Linked DNA regions of Mus musculus: region 2 is linked to region 1. The links are chromatin contacts, called in public ChIA-PET maps. All regions are on one chromosome and are shown on one strand. Each heading gives the region's core, a stretch centred on a gene start, on an enhancer-like site or on the middle of the called end of the contact. The rest is flanking DNA. Distances are from core to core; before and after follow the strand shown. Region 1 holds the start of Tmem168 (transmembrane protein 168). Region 2 overlaps Bmt2 (base methyltransferase of 25S rRNA 2).

Region 1 (7,608 bases), core at 1,930-4,429:
AAATGAAATCTTGAGTGAATGTGTACTGTTAAAATGGGTGTGGCCATGTCAAGAATCACAATGCTTCAGACCCAGGGAACCAGCTAGGCCTTTAGCAAGTCAGGCTGAGAGGACTGGTGAAAGAGAGCCTTTCTCTGGTTCAAGTACAGATGGTTAAGAGCTATTGACCTTTAACTAAAATCCATGCTTACAGAAATTATCAACCACAACTTCCCCTTCTTGGATGACTACAACCTGAAACTGTTCGCAACAGAGACTATCTACCTAGATTAACTAACTGAACTCCCCCAGCACACAATCAGTATACAGTAAGTCTACTCCTTGTTCGGAGATACATAATCAATACCCCAACATTCCAGGCTGCTGTGCATTTCCATCAGAGCATGTGCCCTACCTGATCCCAACTTTTCTGTGTGTCTTGGTGTCTGTCTTTTCTTCATTCCCTTACCTCTACCATCAGGTCAAGTCTGAAAGACAGGCAACTGAATAGTTTTTGTCATTACAGCTTCAGCCCCTGGACTCCTACGGTAGGAGTTTGTCCAAAGTGGTCTCAGATGGTGGCATAAAGCAAATAAATGAAAAACGTTTAAAGTGTCCACAAAAGGCAAGTTGAATTGGAAGTGAAAACAGTATCTCTGAGGTAGGGAGGCCCAAAATTATAGATTTGGTAGTCTGGTTAGGAATCAGGATTAAGTCTATAGCCAATCATTTTACTCCATATGAGAAATCTGAATCCAAGAGATGGGTTTAATCCTATAGATGTAGTGGCTGTCACAACTGCTTTAATAAATCACATTTATTAAATGAAAATGATTATATTTTCACTTTATTGATGTGAGAAAATTTGGAGAACTCCATGTAGAGCACCATTTGTTACCAGGGGAATTGGGATTCCTTTTTTGGGTTCTCAGTTTTGTTAATAGAAGTGAATTCTGAATCCCAAGGACAATTAAAGTCAGAGGGCAGGCAGGTTGGTAGCTACTAGGAGGAAAGCTATGGAGAAGACAAACAGAGAAAGCTGTGCTACTTAAAAGTTCAGAGGGCATATTCAGGAATGGAGGTCAGCTAAGTGGAAGAAAGGCCGGATTGTTTCAGAGAAACAGCAAAAAACCCCAACTGTGAGAGAAAACATGCTTAGGCTCTTGGCCGTATATGAAAGTAAAAGAAGAAAGAGAAAAACTCCTAAGTCAGAAAAGCTGCTAAGTCACATGGCAGGGCTCTGTAAGCAGTGAGACTTCTGGGAAGGAAAGCTCACTAAGAGGATAATTATTCCTCCCATTCCTTTCCTGAGGGACAGCCCTTTGACCAGATAATAGGCAGGCCTAGCTCCACTGACTCTGAAGGGAGGAGACAATGGCATGAAATGTTACAACCTTTGGAGCAGATCGGAATGTCAGTTCTCCAACCAGGGTCAGAAGTAGATTCCATTCTTTAGACCAGGAGGAAAAATCTTTCCCTTAATGAGTCTCAACAGAGCTCTGGTGTCCTCAAGCGTCTCCAAGGCGACTGTAACTTTAAGAGACATGGAAAAAAAAAAAAAAAAAAAAAAAAAAAAACCACACACACACACAGATAACACTAATATAAATTAAGTGTTGAGAACTAGCAAGGGCCAGCAATATTTGATCCCTTTGTTTTAAAAACATTAAAACATTTCTATCAGAAACTTAAGCTAATGCCATAGTAAGAGAAACTGGACAGGGTGGCAGGGGCTACATTTGAGGAAATGAAAGCAGGCTGGAGCACAGAGTTGGGGAGTGTGTGGGAGTTTAAACTGGAGGTGAAAAACACACAATTTGTTTCTATATGAGGATGTTCCTCTGTCCGCCCCCCCCCCCCCCCTTGCTCCATCATGCAAGCTAGGTAAGCATGCTACCACTGAGATAACACCCACATGCCCTATTTAAGGATTTGGAGGTTTATCTGAAAGGATAAGCCATTTAAAGGTTGTAAGGCATTTTTAAAACACACATTCTCCCTCAATCCACAGAAGAAACTTTGTCGGATAGATGTTATCAGTGTTTGTTTACACATGAGCGGGCTAGGGGTTTGAAATGGTTTGACCTATATGAGGGGCTGCAAGCAGCAGGAAATGGAATCAGAAGGCAGGCAGGGACTTTTTGGTGGAAATGTTTTTTTTTGGGAAAGGAAAGGGGTTTTCTTGCTTTTTGCCTGGCCGTATTCTATTCAGGCTTCGTTCAGAACTTGTTTTTCAGGCCCAACTGTGCATTCCCTAGTAAAATCTAGTTTTTAACTAAGAACGCCATGAAGTCAGTTTAGCTTTCTATCTTTCTTATCTTCCTGTTTTCAAGGTAACAAGTACCTTTGTTGTGTTAGCAACAATGTTGTTATGCTTCCAAGTCATTGTCCCCCTTAAAGCTAATGTGATTCCCCATTTGCTCAAGCATCCCTACCGCATCCTAATCGTTAAAGTCCCACTTTTACAAGCTCTCTATTGAACTGGAACCATTATCTCCTCTCCATTGCAAGATGGATTTATAGCGGTCCGTACGCGAACGAGACTGTCTTAAAGCCCTCCTTAACAACGTGTTCTTACAGGTATTGAATATCTTTTAAATTCATTTTGTACATGGAGGGACACACTGTTTCCCTGTATATTCACAGTCCTGTGAGAAAGGTTTTGTTACCATTTCACAGATGGAGAAACCAATTTCAACCCCTGAGACTGCTGCTCCGCAGCACCTGTGAAATGCGGCGCTCACGTGTGTACAACTATGTTAATTTAAGTGCCATCAGAATGCAGATTAAAATCATCTGTGGTGTTTGAAGGTGCGCTTAGGGCCAAGGAAAGCTAGCTAGGGCTGTAGAATAAAGATGTTCAGGATTGGGGATTAATGGCGGACTTAATTAGAAAAGCAGGCTGGGGCAAGGAGAGACAGGTTTTGAAGGTTTGGTCAGCATATGCAAAGCCATATATTATACCACCTATATGAAAGAGCAGCAACGCCTTCTACATAGATTTATAGTCCACTTGCAATTATCCCACTCTAGCTGGCTCAGTTTCGGTCCAACTCTAAGCGGTGACCTCGCTGCTTTGGGGCCTGATCATCCGTGGTCTTCCCTGCTTTTGCTGCTAATCCCGGGTGGGAGTTAAACAGGCCCAGGGTGGGGCAGCGCAGCGAGCACCTGCCTCCCCAGGCTCGCCGCTGGGCGTGGAGAGCGGCTAGGAGGCCGGGCCAGGGAAGGAAGCGCGCGGCGCGCCTTGTCCCTGACGGCGATCCGTAGCGCTGGGAGTCAGCGGCGGAAACATGGCGGCCGTGTCGGTCCTAGCGAAAGTTTCTACCGAGGCCTTGCGGTGCTAGTGCGGGAGGCCTCGGGCTCACGTCCCCACATCACCTCCGCGTTCTGGCTCGGAGGCTCCGCGCCCTTTGGCTCTGCGAGCTTCGCAGCGGAAAGAGCGAGGCTCGCTGGCGACCGCTGACTCGGGTAAGGGGCATCCGGGAGCCGAGGGGCGGCGGAGGGCTGGGGCGCCGCCCAGGGTCCGGCTGAGCCGGCCAGGCCCCGCCCCGTCGGCCTCCTGGTGGGATCGATGCTCGGGGGCTGGCGACCGCCAAGGGAGGGCGTGCCTCGGTGTCCCGCCTCACCCTGACCCGGGAGTCGCGTGGTGTCGCCTCGTCCCAGAGCTAAGGGGTAGCGGAACAGCCAGGGTCCCGAGCCCACTTCTCCATCTCTCGCTAGATCGAGCCCTAACGGGAGAGAAGTTACCATAGCTGCTCAAAAAGGAGAGTCCGAGTTGCCATTCTTCTAGTTAAGAGGTGGGCCGAAAGAGTTATTAGCAGGAACTCAGAGAAACTAGGCTGCAGGTCTCCAACTCCTGACGGCTCAGTGTTGTTCTTTCAGGTTTGGACATTTCCCCTACGAGGAACAGACATAGATTTCCACTGAAGGATTATGAAAGCGATACATTGTGTCTTGAAGTCCATTGTCTTAGGACACCATGAGGGCACTTTTCTGTTTTGGAAGAAATTTGGTGAATTAAGTGAAGGTTGGAGTAAAGCCAAGAGCAGACAAGCCAATGATTCCTGGACTCTCACTTAAGTACTAGTGCTAGCTGTGGCTTATTAGAAAGTGGTTTATTTTATCTGCATTTCTTAAGTAGTTTTTTCTATTATTAGTCAGTCTCCTCTCCCCGCCCCCCCCCCTTCGGAATTGAATGTTAACTTGATTACAGACTGCTGGATACTGAGCGTGCATTGTGGAAGACAGATCTCCCCAGAGACTTTGTGACCTGTGAAGAATGCAGACATTAAACAAATGGTGAAGAAAAGAGTAGTTTTACTTTTCCATTTCAGAGAGAGTGATCCGAGAGGCGATTCTCCTACGAAAAGAATTGTAAGCCCACACCTGAATGAAGGGTTTGACAGATAAAGGGCAGATAGGGCTAGGAGGAGGAAAAGGAATATGTCCAGAGAGGGCACGCCATTTCTGTAGTTCATAATTGAAGTGTAGTTGGAATAAAAGTGAGAGGAAGAGCAGTAACAGATGGGGCAGTTATTCCTGTCCACTGTGTAGCACTTTATAAAGGCACTGAAAAGTTTACACTGTAATACTGTGAGGGGTGGAAAGCCAATAGAGAATTTTGCATAGTGGAGCATAACACGATAAAATTCGGGTCTTAAAAACACACTTTAAGAAGGGCAGAAGTTGATAGGGAAGGGAAAAAAAAAAAAAAGGAACATGTTTAAGAATGAGGTCATTGTCACCAAAATTTAGGTGGTGATTTTTTGGCGGATAAGAAGTAGTAGAAATGTGAAAGAGATGCTTAGGGAAAGAGAAATCAAGAACGTGTGAGGATTAACTCATGGGTCAAGAAGTGTGGGGGAAGGTTAAAGGAGTAGATAGGACTATAGTGGGGTCAAAGCCAGCGCCTCCCCAATGCTAAGTATGCTTTCTGAGTTATGACCCCAGCCGGAGATCTTTCTAATGGACTTTAGCAGTGACTTGCTCATTGACTCCATTCTGCTTTTATTTGCCTCTGGAGTCTTCCATCAAATCATTAGGGAAGGCAGCTCAAGTAAAAACAGTCACAATGCTTTTAAAATTTGTTTTCATTTCTAGTTAAGGCTATTTTTAAAAGTCAGAATGGGTAAAAACCTTTAAAACTAAGGCTCATAAGAATGTGACTGCACAATATTTCATGGTACAGCTGTAGTTCTTTTTCAAAATTACATAATATATGGAAGCAATTTAGATTGCTCAAAGCCTAGGGTTGGGATTAAGCATGGGTTAGCAATGAACAACTTTCAAGAGAATCATGGAGAAAGCACTGACTTGTGAAAAAAATATGGATTCCTAGACTTTAGAAGCCAAGGGAAGTTTCAGAAGGCGATAGTACTCATCAGTATGAAGGCTTCTAAAGAAAACGTGGAGACTCCTGTAAGGATTCCATCATGTTCAGGAACTTGCGGATCATTCTAGAAGTTGCCAGAGCAGTTGCACTGAGGGAATCACACCTTTCAGCATTTTGAAGTGAGTGTATGAGAACTTGATCAAACATTAGCTGTGAGGAGGGAGGAAACTGAATGTGGTAGACAAGATGGGGAGAACAAAGATTTTTTTCTGTTGTTTCTTTACCCATTGGTAGTTTTAAAAGCCGACCTAGTAAGTGAATAAGCACTTAAGTACTAGTGAATAAAGCTTAAGTACTAGTGAATAAAGGAGAAAAGAGAGTTTGGAGAGAGAATGGCGTTCTGGAACAGGAAGGATTTATACAGGGAAGGGGACTCTGGCTGACATGCAGAGATGCAGAGAAAGGTGGATTTGTGCTATTGGGAACCTAAGGAAGTTTCTTTTTTATGACCTTATAGGAAGCAGTCATGTGGCTAAAATACAGTGAAATGTGAGTGTCAAGAGGGTGTTTCCTGAGTGTGCAGTGAATTTTTTTTTCTCCCTCTAGTAGTACTTATTTTAATCCTACAATCTACCGCCAGCATTTAAGTCTTTCCCTCTCTTTCTCGCTCTGTGTAGTATAGGCATAATATTTTATGAATTTTTTTGTAGTCCAGATCTTATCGGTTTGTTACACTTTTGTTTGTTTGTTTTTCCGAGACGGTTTCTCTGTATAGCCTTGGCTGTCCTGGAACTCACTCTGTAGACCAGGCTGGCCTCAAACTCAGAAATCTGCCTGCCTCCGCTTCCCAAGTGCTGGGATTAAAGGTGTGTGCCACCACGCCCAGACAGTTTGTTACACTTATGAAAAAACATCCACTATAAACAACAACAACAAAATACCAGACATTTTCATTAATTCCACATGGCAAGAAGTGCTTTCATGGAAACCCAATAGAGGAAAGTTACTTTGAATATCTGATGAATAGATTTATAAATAAAAATATGTTTTGGAACATAAGAAAGTAGATATAGAAATAGCACTTGAAATATGCTTGGAATCCTACAGTTGTCTCCCAGGCATTGCTCCCCAGCCAAAGGCTGGGTAGAGGTTAATTCTAAGTTAGCTCATGTGTCTGGTGAGAGTGCCTTTTAGTGCATCTCTATTAGGAAAGTTTAAATAAACTGATCCCCTATGTGTGGGTTTGGTGATGTGGTTCAAGCCTAATGCCTTGTTCATCGTAGGAAAGCACTCTTAGCACTGATATGTAGCCCTAGACCACAAACTATTTGTTTTCTGAATATATGAGTTTTTGAGTGTTATATGGCTAAGCTATTGCAATAGATCTGTTCTTACAGTATACTGAAGAACTACCTACTGGATGGATCAGTACTTGTGTGTGTGTGTGTCTGTGTGTGTGTGTTCATACACAGCTCAGTGAGTGCATGTGCAATGGCATTCTTGTAGAGGGCGGAGGACAACTTATAGGAGTTGGTTCTCTTCTTCCACCAGACCGCCATTGCACCTCAGTCATTGTACTTATGTAGTCAGGCTTCACAGGTGAGCTAGCTCATTGACCCTCACAGTGTATTTTTTTTTTAACCATTTTTGTATTTTAAGTCAAAGTTATGGGAGCACTTAGGTTGAAATAATTATTTGGGTCCTAGAAAATAATTGCTGTAGTGACTTTTTGAGAAGGTAGACTTGAAGTTTTCTTACTTTACCATGAACACTTACTGGTAAGCGGTCCAGTATTTGGGTTGTCAGTAAGAAGTTCAGCAATTGATTTACTAAATAGATGATCTATATATTTGAGAAGTAAGTGATTAACCCAGTGATTTATTTTCGTAGGAGTGAAAGCACAAGAATTATGGTGCAGCTTTTGGGACTGAATAACCGTATATAGAGTTAAATGTTATATAGAGTTAAATGTTACTTCTAGTTAAGAATTAGCTAAACAATATAAAGACTGATATTTTATAGCATTTTAGAATGGTTTTGTAAAAAGATGTGGCGGATTACAGTAGTAATTCTCTGTGTCCTAGTGCTTTCCAATTAGAAGTAATAGTGAAGCCCTTCATTCCATTTGAAAGGTGAGTGAGATTTCAGTGTGTCAAAGGCAAGTGCTTATGATCTCAACTCAACTAAATATTCAAATCGGGATAGGTTAGACAACTTCAGCATTAACACTGGTTAGTACTGACAGAGAAGACTCCACTTACACTTCATGATGCAATTTTATCAGTATGAATAAAGAT
Region 2 (7,608 bases), core at 3,334-5,833, 43 kb before region 1:
TGCCATTTAACTATTGCAGTGCACAGTGTTGGTGATGTCACCCCAGCAGCCTTCATAGCAGCCTCCAGTGCTATGAAAGTCAACTAGAACAGAGGAGTCTTCTTGTCAGTTACAACTTGATATACCTATCTTGTGACCAAAGTATGGTATCTTCAGCAGCAGGACCTTACTCTTAAGTTCTAGTGAGCAGTCTAGAGCAGACAGTAGCCTCTGTTGTCTGTGGGGTGTCTGGAATGCCACTATCCAACATTTCCAAGAAATTATCTCATACAAATCACTAGACTTATTTGGCACTCTGGTTTCTGGGAGGAATCCCTTGTGTAGGGTAACTCCATTAAACTCTTACATGGAAAAAAAAATGTGTGTGTGTGTGTGTGTGTATTATATGTGTGTGTGTATATATGTATGTATATATATATAATATGTGAATATTATATATGATATATATCACATATATATGATGCTTATAAAATACTAGGTTTTATATGAACTTCTCAAACATTCTGAATGTTAGCTATTTCATTCCCCACTCACACCTCAGTCCTCCCCCACCCCCCAGCTCTCCACTCCCAGCCCTCTCTTTCTCCATGTAAACTTCCCTACCCATTCAGTTTTCCTATTCATATCACCTGTGTTGTGCCTTCTGCTGAAGATTTTTCTTTTATCTCCACAGCCATTGTTTCCTTTTGGTTTTCTGGATTCTACGGGTACTCCAGGTTAAACATACAAACATAAAAATTTGATGCAAATATCCACATATGAGAATATAGAATATTTTCACCCTGGATCTGGGTTGTTGTTCTTAGTGAAATGTGTTTCAGCTCCATCTATTTAACTGAATTTTCATCATTTCATTTTCTTTACAGCTGAATAAATTGTCGTTGCATATAGGTATAAACATTTTACAGTTATTAGTTGTTAGTCATCTAGGTGTTTTCACATCCTAGCTAGTGTAGAGCAGCAGTGATCATGTCATAGGAAATACAGTCACTTCATATGGTAGTAGATTATTAATGCTTCGAGGACCCGCCACACTGATTTCCATAGTGTTTGTATTAATTTTCCCTCCAACATCTATTCTTTCTTACCTGTAGAGGGTAGCAAGTTATATATTGTTTCCTGCCTTTTTAAATTAATTGTAGAGATTATGTCATTTAGTATTATATTAGATGTTTCTAGAGAAATTGAAGCAATATGTGTGTATGTATGTGTATGTGACCCATACCTACACTTACATATGCATGTATTACTAATAGATTGTAATACTAGTAGATTGGTTATAAAGAACTGACTCCTACAATATTGAAGTCTGCTGTATTGAACTGAAGGTCTTGATTTTAACTGTTAGACAAGTAAAACAGATAACCTTTGGTCTCACCTAGCCAGTTCAAAGTCTGAATGGAGTAATTCCCTTTAATAACTAAAAAATTTCTCCTACCTATCTTCAGAGAACATCAGCTTTTCCCTGCCTTCAGGATCATATTAAACTGACTTTTCCTGGGTTTTGAGACTATTGGATTTTTGGATAGAACAACATAATCAGTATTTTATACCTGTGGCACTCTTAAATATCATAAAGTAGAAATATAAATATTGACAGCATATTGAATTGTTGTACTGTATATTATAAATGTTCTTCCTTACTGTACCAATTAAAATATATTTAGAAAGATTTTCTGAATTGCAGACTATAGGAATTCCTACTCACTATTTATTCATTTTGTTCTAGTATTTTTATAATTTCAATTTTTTGTATTTATATATTTCACCTGTTTGGAGTTTAGCTAGTGTGAACCAGTACTTCTGTTTTGTCTCCCTAAATAACTTTCCCCATAAGATTTCCCATTTCTCCAACATCGCTTATGCGAAAAACTAGATCATAGTGTTATATCCTGATGCCTACCTGCTTTACTGTTTACCTCATAGTTGATTTTGTCCTGTAATTTTTTTCATGTTATGTATATTGATTTCTGACTGATGCCAGTGTTTTAGTCATAGGCTTACATGATCTTGTTCTGTGTCATCTATCCTGTCCACCCTTTTATAAACCTTCCCAGAGTTTTCTTGATTATTTTTTCACTGTATATTTTAGAATCAACTGGTTTACTTATTTTCTTAATTTCTTAGGATGAAATTATAAATTGTAAAAACTGATGCCTTCACAATATTGCATCATCTTGCCCATGAAATAAAGTAGTTTATTTGATTTGTTCTAGTTTTTAGCCAGTAGTTCAAGGATTTCTATATAGTGGTTTTACTTTTAGGTGTTTTATTGTTGTTGTTATAAATATATAAACTTTCCTTATATATTCTAATAGGCTAGTGTATGTATTTGTGTAAAATGTTTATGGCTACATCTCATTTTTGTGTTTTATATATATCACCACTTAACATAATTTTATTACTATTCTTGTTAGTTCATGATTGTTTATCTTGGATTGTCCAGATAGATATTCACAAGATTCTCTGTGCATGCCAAGTTTTCGTTCTTCCTTTCCAGTTCATTTGATCTGCTCTACTTCTCTTCATTCCCTGAGCCATCTTGCCAGCTCTGTTGTCTATTTCTTGAGTATGAATGCAGAGCCTGAACAGCTGTGTCAGGCTTCTGTTGCCTTGACTTCACAACTACCATGAACTGTGACACACAGTAAACCCTTTCTTCCTCAGATTGCTTTTGTCAAGAGAATTTTATCACAGCCACAGAAAGAGCAACGCTCACGTCTCCTAGGCTGTGCTAGTTGAGCTTCAGTGGTTCTTAGTTCCTATCATGTATGATTTCATTAACCTACTCTGTCTTGCTTTCCTCACCCACAGTTTTCAGTTGTGGAGAGGGGACATCAGAAGATAACTCCTGACGGATGTTTTTCTCCTTGCACCCAAGGATCCGGAGACTAAGCTTGGGCCACAGCACTTTTAACAATGGAGTCATCTTGTTGACCCATTACACAGCTTTGGCCTTTAATTCTATTTCTATTTAGAAGTTGAAAGGCATCCGTAATTAATTGCATATTTATTAAGTACATATTTTTTATGGAGGCACATAGATAATGTTTTGGCTTTTCTAATCTAGAGTTTCAAACTCTTCCACATTCTAGCTACAACACAGTTCCAGTTGTCTAAGAACTAAATAGATTTATCAGGCCTACTTCTGTACCAATTCCTATCTTAGTTTCTCTTCTGGTTGCTCTGATAAAATACTCTGACTAAAGCAACTTAAAGGGGGAAGGGTTTCCTATGGCTCATGGTTCGAGGTACAGTCCATCATAGTGTGAAAGTCAGAGCAGCAGGCACTGGTAGCAGCTGGTTGTAGTTTATTCACAGTCAAAAACAAAACAAAACAAAAAAAACAACAACAACCAAAAAAACCCGATAATGAATGTTTCTCTAGTGTACCGTGCAGTTTCTCTACTTACATAGTTTAGAATCTTCTGCCAGGGAGAATAGTCCTGTCCATTGGCAAGATGCTTCTTCCTTCTTCAGTGGTCACCATTAACATAATACCCCAAAGGGCCATCTTTCAAATGGTTCTAAAATCTGTCAGGCTGATGATTAACATTGTCCATTACCCTCCTTAAATAGGAACAATATCAGTTATAGGCAAATTATTTCTTTAATTTTTATTTACCATGTATTTTTTAAATATCAAGCAATCTATAGAGAAAATATTTTTTTCATTTCATGGTAGGAAAAATGATAATAAAAGCAGTAATAGGTTTTAGAATCTAAAAGGAAAAATTGTTCATATCTCAGCTGCTTTAAGTGTTTGATTTGTTTTTAACAAATTATAAGCAGAAAAATTTTGCTAGTCACTTTTCATATATTTACACACGTAAATCCTTCTTAGCTTCACTAGTTAATAGATATTTGAGTTGGTCTTCTGGTACCTGTATGGTCCCATTACATACCTAGGCATGGTGTCCTCCTATATTCATTACCTTACTATATTAGGAAAGCTATAAGTATCAAGAAACTCATTGACTAGCTGTGTGCTAGTCATCAGTTTGGATACAGGATAGCAACGTGAAACAAACTTAATTATGTGGATTTAAAATGATTCACCTTTACATCCCTGAACTTTGATGCTAACTAAGTTGAAACAAGTAGAAAGGGTTGTCTTAACAGGAATAATCCAGAAAATCACTTGTCATAGTTGTCTTGTAGTCATTAGCACTGCTCTTAGAAACTCTTTGAATTACCATATAATAGTTCAGGCCTCTGTTTTGAACTGTTCAAATCTTTGTATATTTAAATTTCTACTTTTCTAGTGTGCCATATTTTGATGCAGTTTGTCTGTTTTCAACTGAAGCTCCTGGTCCATATTCCTTCTCAAAAGCAACCAATTAAAAATTTAAAACTCTCCTGGAAACCCTCTGCCTTCTAGTTGCCCATGAGTACATTTCTTGATGCTACCATTTTGTAGTGTGCAGGAAGACCCTCCTCACTCTGGAAGCGTTATGTTCTTTGCTCTGGACGGAAGAATGGTTCATGAGACCAAAAAGGATCCAGGTCTTGCTCTGTTTAAGCACAGAGTTAGCTTTAGATCATGCCCTGTCTGTCTAACCACATTTTATAGAGTTCAATCATGGGTATGTGAGGAAATCTTATAAAAACTCAAAGGACTGGGTACAGAGAGTTTCTACAGGGTTTCTTGTGGATTTCCTGAAGAAGACAGGAAGCTTTTTGATACCTCCCACACACATCTTCCTGTTTGTCTCTTTCCTAATTTGTATCCCTTGTAATACCTTCTGTATATCTCCCCCATCTCCTCCCATACCTGATCCTGCCCCCGCTTTTTTCCCTCTCCCCTTCCTCTCTTCCTCCCAAGTCCCTCCCACCCTCTACCTTCCATGATTATTTTGTTTCCCTTTCTAAGCAGGACTGAGGCATACACACTTTGGTCTTTCTTCTTCTTGACCTTCATATGGTCTGTAAGTTGTATCATTGGTATTCCAAGCTTTTTCCTAATGCCACTTACCAGTGAGTACACACCATGTGTGTTCTTTTGTGGCTGTATTACCTCACCCAGAATGACATTTTCAAGTTCCATCCACTTTTGTAAATTTCGTGAAGTCATTGTTTTTAATGGCTGAGCAGTATTTCATTGTGTAAAAGTACTACATTTTCTGTACCCGTTCTTCTGTTGAGGGACATCTGGGTTGTTTCTAGCTTCTGGGTAATATAAATAAGGCTGCTATGAACATAGTGGAGCATGTGTCCTTGTTATGTGTTGGAGCATCTTTTGAGTATATGCCCAGAAGTGGTATAGCTGGGTTCTCAGGTAGTACTATGTCCAATTTTCTGAGGAACCACCAAACTGATTTCCAGAGTGGTTGTATCAGCTTGCATTCGCACCAGCAATGGTGGAGTGTTCCTCCTTCTCCACATCCTTGGCAGCATCTGCTGTCATCTGAGTTTTTGATCTCAGCCATTCTGACTGGTATAAGGTAGAATCTCAGGGTTCTTTGATTTGCATTTCCTTGATGACTAAGGATGTTGAATATTTCTTTAGGTGCTTCTTGGCCATTTGATATTTCTCAGTTGAGAATTCTTTGTTTAGCTCTGTACCCTATTTTTTAATAGGGTTATTTGTTTCTCTGGAGTCTAACTTCTTGAGTTCTTTGTATATATTGGATATTAGCCGTCTATTGGATGTAGGATTGCCAATGATCTTTTCCTATTCTGTTGGTTGTCAGTTTGTCTGTTGACAGTGTCCTTTGCCTTACAGAAGCTTCGCAATTTTATTTTTTGTTGATTCTTGATCTTAGATCATAAGCCATTGGTGTTCTTTTCAGGAAAATTTACCCTGTGCCCATGTGTTCAAGGCTATAAAATCAATAAAATTAGTGTCTCCCTGAGTATTTGAGCCATTCAAGGGTATTAATCAAATCAGATGAGAGAATTCGTAATTGTTGATTAGGTTACATCAGCAGTGTAGCCTGGAGCACAAGACAGAGTCCTAAAAGGAATGTGTGTATGTGTATACATTTAAATACATAAACACACATATGTGCTACATGCATCTGTACCAAAAAAAATTCTCCTGCGTTAAACATAATCTATTAATTTTCTATATTATGTAGTAATTTTATCATTTATTTAAAATGTTACATAGTCCTTAAACTTACCTCTATTTGACATTTTTTACTATATTTTGTTTCAAATTTTAACTAAATATAATTATATCACTTCTTTTTCCTCCCTCCAGCTTCTCCCATCACCTTCCTCCAACCCATGCTCTCCACTCTTAAGTTGAAAGCCTCTTTTTCTTTATTATTGGTACAAATATATATAAGTAACAATAATATATGTATATATAGTTACATGTATGTGTATTTAAATGTATATGTATATGTACACACATAAATACAACTGTTTATATAAACAAATCTATATTGTTATATATATATATGCATAAAATCATAAATGTACTTAAATGTGCACAAAGGTCACATGAGACCTTGTTGCTTCACATTCTTGAGCCATTTTATTTTATTTATTCTTTTCATTAATTTTTTCACTTTACATCTCGATTGAAGCCCCCCTTTCTCCTTCTCCCCCAGTCCCATCCATATAGAACTCTTCTCCCCATTACCTCCTTCCCTTCTCATCAGAGAAGGGGAGGCCCACATGGTTACCAACAGGACCTGGCAAATCAAGTCACAGCAGGACTAAGCATATTCTCTCACACTGAGGCCAGACTAGGCATTCCAGCTAGAGGAAAGAGATCCAAAGGCAGGCAACAGGGTTAGAGATAGCCCCAACTCCAATTTGTTAGGGAACTCACATGAAGGCCAAACTACACATCTGCTATGAATGTGTAAGGAGCTAATTTATGCTTGTTGGCTGTTGAGTCAGTCCCTTTGAGCCTCAGTGGGCCAAAGTTGGTTGACTCTGTAGATCTTCTGGTATCCTTAATCTCTCCATCTCCCTCAATCCTAATCCCAACGATTCTACTAGAACCCTGAGCTCCACCAAATATATGGCTATGGGTTTCTGCATGTCTCCATCAGCTGCTGAATGAAGACTCTTGGAAGACAGTTGTGCTAGGCTCCTGTCTGCAAGCATAGCAGAGTATCATTAATAGTGTCAGGGATTGGCTCTCTCCCATAGGATGGGTGAGTCACTGGTTGGTCATTCCCTTAGTCTCTGCTCCATCTTTATTCATTTGCATTTTGTAGGTAGGAGAACTTTTGAGTCCAACATGGGTGGGTGGATGTTTCCCTCCTCTACTGGAAATCCTGCCTGGATACAAGAAGTGGTTCACTTAAGTCTGTCTCCATGTGCCCAGTTGCTAGGAGTCTCAGAGAGGGTCACCCCTGTAGACTCCCAGGAACCACCCCATCCCATGTCTCCAGCTTGAGACAGAGATGCCTCTCCACCGATTGCCATTCTTTCTCCCAGCCCTCTCCTTACTCTTCCCACAGGTGATCCCCACCCCTATTCCCCTTATCACACCCTTTCCCACCCAGTTCCTTCTGTCCATCCACCTCCAATGCCTGTTTTATTTCCTCTTCTGAGTGAGAGGCAAGCATCATTCCTTGGACTCTCCTTGTTAGGTAGCTTCTATGGATCTGTAGATTATAGCATGGCTATTTTGTACTTTATGTC

What was found. ChIA-PET counts read pairs in DNA pulled down with a chosen protein or histone mark.
Region 2: an RNA polymerase II ChIA-PET map of effector CD8 T cells shows a contact between it and region 1, with 28 read pairs. The contact joins the enhancer-like site here to the promoter of Tmem168 in region 1. A contact is called at or near these places in 7 of 39 promoter capture datasets (the C10 cell line, the HPC-7 cell line, fetal liver and 2 more), 1 of 15 datasets of contacts at CTCF or cohesin (the NIH/3T3 cell line), 5 of 484 Hi-C or Micro-C datasets (B cells, CD8 central memory T cells, the HPC-7 cell line and 2 more), 10 of 115 datasets of contacts at active chromatin or transcription factors (DN3 thymocytes, the SCID.adh cell line, bone marrow-derived dendritic cells and 5 more) and 3 of 9 other capture datasets (adipose tissue, liver and pancreatic islet).

What each region holds. Positions count from the first base shown.
Region 1 is chr6:13,603,669-13,611,276 of GRCm38.p6, reverse strand. Tmem168 (transmembrane protein 168) reads left to right here and starts at 3,179. Exons shown (of 5, transcript NM_028990.5): 1 at 3,179-3,447.
Region 2 is chr6:13,648,051-13,655,658 of GRCm38.p6, reverse strand. The region is part of intron 2 of Bmt2 (base methyltransferase of 25S rRNA 2); the gene reads left to right. Among named protein-coding and RNA genes, the nearest start is that of Bmt2, 26 kb to the left of the region's middle. Within about 2 kb of position 4,583, at least 15 of the 459 cell types and tissues checked have an H3K27ac peak or open chromatin away from gene starts, as enhancers often do. A contact at or near this core is called in CD8 central memory T cells and effector CD8 T cells, where this site is marked.